2 separate regions of the Mus musculus genome follow, and region 2 is linked to region 1. The links are chromatin contacts, called in public Hi-C maps. All regions are on one chromosome and are shown on one strand. Each heading gives the region's core, a stretch centred on a gene start, on an enhancer-like site or on the middle of the called end of the contact. The rest is flanking DNA. Distances are from core to core; before and after follow the strand shown.

The links. A called contact is a pair of places that touch in the nucleus more often than the background predicts.
Region 2: a Hi-C map of neural progenitor cells shows a contact between it and region 1, with 3 times the contacts expected there. The contact joins two enhancer-like sites. A contact is called at or near these places in 11 of 484 Hi-C or Micro-C datasets (cochlea, embryonic fibroblasts, embryonic stem cells and 5 more), 4 of 115 datasets of contacts at active chromatin or transcription factors (acute myeloid leukemia, astrocytes, embryonic basal ganglia and 1 more) and 1 of 9 other capture datasets (embryonic stem cells).

What each region holds. Positions count from the first base shown.
Region 1 is chr2:67,487,398-67,490,097 of GRCm38.p6, reverse strand. All of the region lies in intron 3 of Xirp2 (xin actin-binding repeat containing 2), which reads right to left. Among named protein-coding and RNA genes, the nearest start is that of Gm13601, 28 kb to the left of the region's middle. Within about 2 kb of position 1,432, at least 23 of the 459 cell types and tissues checked have an H3K27ac peak or open chromatin away from gene starts, as enhancers often do. A contact at or near this core is called in neural progenitor cells and stem cell-derived neural stem cells, where this site is marked.
Region 2 is chr2:68,345,673-68,348,372 of GRCm38.p6, reverse strand. The region is part of intron 10 of Stk39 (serine/threonine kinase 39); the gene reads left to right. Among named protein-coding and RNA genes, the nearest start is that of Stk39, 120 kb to the left of the region's middle. Within about 2 kb of position 1,307, at least 47 of the 459 cell types and tissues checked have an H3K27ac peak or open chromatin away from gene starts, as enhancers often do. A contact at or near this core is called in neural progenitor cells and stem cell-derived neural stem cells, where this site is marked.

The DNA.
Region 1 (2,700 bases), core at 183-2,682:
CCTAGACCCAGACCATAGGGAGGATGCTTTGATTTCAAATTCTTATATAGCAGGTATAGGTGTAGGATTAGAAAGTGCTTTTTCAGGATGTCTGAATGGCCCAGTACATAGCCTGCTTCAGACTTAGAGGTTTATGGAAACAGCAGACATCGGACTCCTACAAACCCACCCCTGCATCCTGTAACACCAGGCAAGGTAAGGTAGGTTTATAGAAAAGGTGAACCTATCTTCTATCTTCAGAAATACAGTCCCTATTAAACTTTAGTTCCTGTTTTGCGCCACATAGCTGACCTAGGAAGCATAAAATGTAGTTAATGAGCTTCACAACTTGATCAAAGGAGTGTGTCTTAGACTATAATTTTATGCGGTTTGATTTCTATTAAAAAATAGTCTGTGACCCTGGCATGACCTACAGAGATACAGAAAGTTGGGGATGAGGGGGAAAAGGGCAGAGAAATTGATGACTGACCGGTGACAACCAGCTGCAATGTGATACAGCAAGAGAACCACGAATATAGGCACCGGACAAGGAAAGGCACCAAGGGAAAGGATCTTCATGAGCCTGGCAAAATGTGTGCAAGGGTGGGGAAAAAGCAGTCCCTTCATGGAACTTGGACCTAGAAGCCCACGGCACGTTTACTTTTCTCTAAACTGAAGGGAATAGAGAAGAACTGTGTAGAGTTATAGTGGTCAGCGAAGGCATAGTCAGCAACTGGATGTGCTCATAACAATCAGTCAACTGACATCTGCACGGAGCAGCTCCTGCAGAGCAGCCACGCGAGTGGTGCAGATGTGAACCGGCGAGGCCAGGAGCAGCATTGAGCAAATATGTGGGCTTCTTATGCTGAGTCAGCACTAGCCTTGTCACTTCAGGCAAAGACACTGAGAAAGACCTATAGAGGACAAACAGGTTCAAGGGCTGGTTTTGGAAAACCAAAATCAACCCCCCCAACAAAAACAAACAAAACAAATAAACAAACAAACAACCCCCCAAACCGAAACCCAGCAACAGTGAAAGCTTCATCCTTTGTTTCCATTTTTAACCAAGTAAGGTTGTTTTACAGACAGCCTGTGTATGGACCCTATTTATGGGGCAATCCTTGTATCGGTTGTCCCAACCACAGGAACCATAGGGTGCCACAGGTTACATTCTTCCCTTCCAGCTGACAGCTGAAATGCGCTGAGAATCACAGTGCGAATACAGTGCTCAGTGTTCGTAGAAACGGGCAAACCAACCACCTCTACCTCTCCTCCTTTCTTCATTTCTGCAAGTGGTATAGCTTTCTGTCTTCTGCCTGCTTCCACTCATACACTAACTAAATCATCTTTTTTCTTCATACGTCTTGCCACAATGCTATGAACAAAGTGCTCTCCAAAAGCCAGCGCTAGCCCATTCAGTTGCTTCCACTTAAAAGCCAAACTATTCATGGTGGCATCCTGGCGTCAAGCAAGGCCTGCACAAAGGAGGTTTTATTCTCTCTCCCCTCCTTTGTCTCCGGAGCAGTTTGACTCCTCATCTTTTTCACTTCTTACAGGAGGCTAAGCACTTTTCCTCAGACAAAGACCTGCTTACTACTCTAATTTTTAAAATGTGCACTCAGCAGTGTTTCTGACGATTCCAGAACAACATATGCCCAAAGCACAGAGAGGTATGCTCATTTTAAGCTAATTTCCAATTATTTCTGGAGTTCCCAAGAAACGGTTGTTACCTAGAGCTAAACAAAGAGCTGACAAGAATGTGAAGGTGTAAAAGAAGGCCTCTTTGTGACATTACACTCACATAAAGATTTTAAAAAATATCATATTCTAAGAATGATTATTCGAAGTAAAATGCCTATATGGTATATGACAGTATATGGACTGCTCAGTTAATCCCCTCTCCCACCACAAATATTCTTTCCTTTTCTCTCTCTTTCTCCCCCTTGGCTCTTGTTGCATTCCTATTAAGATGCAACAAGAAAATCCTCACTGTGCCCCAGGACCTTAGCATATCAGCAGCCAGAACTGTGAGCCTCTACGTTTTGGATCCTTATAAATAAAGGAGTTCGTAGTATTACATTAGCAGTGCAATATAGTATAGGATAGGTGGTTGACCCTGAGAAATTATAATACAAGTTGTCTGACTCTAGAGCCAGAGGCCAAATATACTCCAGATTGCCTTATTTTGAGTGTTACTATTTTTAGTTGCAATATTATTTTTAAAAAGTGCATACACATGAACTATGATATAAGACACTCTGTTTCAATAGTGGTCCAGTTCAGGGCAGAGCTAGTAATATCAATTTATGACCTTGGGAAGTGATATTTGTGGCATAAACTAAAGGTAATTTTAAGTATGAGTACCTTGGCAATGTGCACATGCAACTGATAAAAATACATTTAGTTTGCTTGAAAATAATTACAGGTCACCTTTGTAGAACCCAAAACACACAGATATCAGATTGCATCTATCAGAAGCTGACAGAAACATTTTTGTTGTTGTTGTTGTTGTTGTTGTTGTTGTTGTTTTAAGACCTAAAATTGTTCAGGGATCCTTCTAAAACCACACCACGGCAACTTTCAGAGGACTAATGTTTACATTTGCATTTCTGCAATAGCAGATGCGTGTGAAAAGCATGTGCCACCATCCAGTACATCTGAGGTGGCATCAGGGAGAGGAACCCAGATGCTTTCAGCTCATGCTGAGGCTCAGGGCATCAG
Region 2 (2,700 bases), core at 58-2,557, 860 kb before region 1:
GGTGGCTGGGTGAGGCTTTCTCATGTCTCCCGAAGCCCCAGCTGCTCCATGGTCTTAGTCTGTACCACCCTGGCCCTGTGACTGCAGCTCCATGGCCCTGTGACCCCGAGACCCCGGTTCTGTCATACTCTGTGTCAAGCTGAGTTCCCGCCCTTCGACTTTGCCGCGGTGCAGCCTCTGAGTCCCGTGGGCTTAGGAGCAGTGAGTGATCTGTTAGTTCCTGTGTAGACTGTGCTCAGCACTGTCCCTGCAGGTATTTTTTAAGGAAACTTCGGGGAGTAAGATGGTGGTGCAGTGGCCTCTGGCATAATCCCGAGAGCAGGAGGAGACAGCTAAACCTTTGCTCCAGGGGGATCTCTGAGGTTGCTCTCCGCTCTCTGGGATTCCCCTGGTCCACAGCTAAGATTTGGATGCAGCTGATTCAAGGTTTAAAATCTTTCACTACTGGGCTTTCTGGGAGTCCTTAGCCTAAAGTCGATGGTTGAGCCACTCAACAAGGTGGCTGGTGCAGGGGGTTGACATTTAGTCCCGCCCAGCATGTCCTCTAGCCAGCAGGGAGCATGTGCTCCCCTGCCACCGTTCAGTTCACTTACTAAGGTGCTCCAATACCTGGCTAAGTTAATTCTCCCTAATCGTGTGTTCCTAAAATCTTCTCCTCTCCTCCACTGAGGGGAAATCGTGTTAAACTTTCCTCATCTCAATCTTGAAAATCTTGAAAATGAGTTTGGCATTTTGGAGGTGGGAAGCTCAAAGTCACTGATAGTCAGGAAGTGTGGGGCATTGTGGGGGCAGGAAGGAGTGCTGCGGAGAGAAGCCTACCTTGTGCCTTCCTACCCCCTTTCCGGTCCTGTTCCCTGAGTCTCAGAGACCATGGTAGGGGAGCTGAGGTGCAGAACAAGTTTAGAAACAGAGAAAAGGGGGCAAGGATGGGGGCTGTCCTTGTTTGGAGCTAATCAAATGTGATTGGTTTATTAGAGATTCCGGACTAACTTTTTGAAAGGCAGAATTATTTTGTATTTTTAGAAAAGATCTTTAAAACTCAGTCATTTTGAAAACAAATTAAAATTGAAGGAATCTAGTTAAGGTTGCTTTGATAACAGATTTTTTTTTTGAAGCTTGCTCTTTAATTACTGCTGACACATTCAAATGCTGATTTAGAAGCATCTGAGAAGTTCTATTTACTTTCCCAGACTCAAACACAAAGGGAAGGAGCCCTGTGCAGCCTGCTAGGCAGCCACTGGGCTGAGGCATGCGGAGGGAGCGCTCACACTTGAAAGGCTGCATGGAGCTGCTTGGCTCCTCAGCCAGCTTGTTGGCCTATGTGAGGGAACTGGCCAGGCCCGAAGGGCATGCAGGGTTGGGGGAAAGTGCAGACCTCTCACAAAGCCTCAAGCAGCGGCCAGGGGAAAGGCTCTGGGGAGCTAAGCAGCGGCCAGGGGAAAGGCTCTGGGGAGCTAAGCAGTGGCCAGGGGAAAGGCTCTGAGGAGCTAAGGGAGAGAAAGCCTGGGCCACCTAAATGGGCTTGAAGGTCAAGCTCTTCAGAGCTGGTCCTGGCACTGCCACCTGCTCACGAGGGAGCCTTCACTGTGAGCCCCTTGTGGACATAGCCAACTGTTGCCTCTCACTGATTTGTAGGCTTAACGACCAGAATCCTCAACTCTGTGTCTTTCAACCAGTCAGCTGCAGTTCTCCAGCTCTGTTGACCTTTGAGTCTCACCTATTCTGCTACACCCTCGGACTGGAGGTATTCCTCCCTCTGTCTGCACCCCCAAGGAGTCAAAGAGCGAAGCTGGGGTCTATCAGACACTATCATATTTTCAGATGTCGGTGCATATCTTTATGTGTCAGGTGATGTCTATCATCTTTTTGATGGCTACATGACATTCTGCTGCAAGAATGATTAATTAATTAGTTCTTTTAATTACAGAGGGGTGAACATCACTGGGTGTGCACTACTGCTAAAATGTTATCTATTTGTTAGGATATATTCCAAGGAATGAAATTGTTTCATTAAAAAAATGACCTATAATTGTTAATGAGTAGTGTGCCTTACCAATTCTTAAAATGTAAGACGTTTTATTTAACTCTACATCTTAGTCTGGGGTTCTAGTCAAGTAATGCTTTACACACACACACACACACACACACACACACACACTACTTACATAGACAGCAAGCCAGATACACATTACTTGCACAGACAGGCAGATAGACACAGTATGATACCTTATTACTTACACAGACAGGCAGACAGACACACATTGCTTACACAGACAGGAAGACAGATATTACTTACATAAACAGATAGACAGGCACAGGGTGCCTTGTTTACACAGACAGGCAGATAGATACACCTCTACTTACATAGTCAGGCAGGTAGACATCCATTGCTTACACAGACAAGCAGACAGGCAGACGTTGTTTACACAGACAGGCGCGCACACTTTTAAGTACTACCTCATTTCCACAGGCAGGCAGACACAGTATGTGCTATCTATCTCACGGGTACTCGTCAGTATTTGGCATTGCAGTCAGCGATACAGCTTTGGTTTGTTTTGACTTTCTCCTAGAGCTGTACTTAGCTATTTTGTAGCGAGATTTCGGAGCTTGAAACTGTCGGTGGTAAGTCAAGGAAAGATTCCAGTGGGCCCTATCCTAACGCAGAAGGACCTGCTCTTGGGAGATTGGTAGTGAGGGACT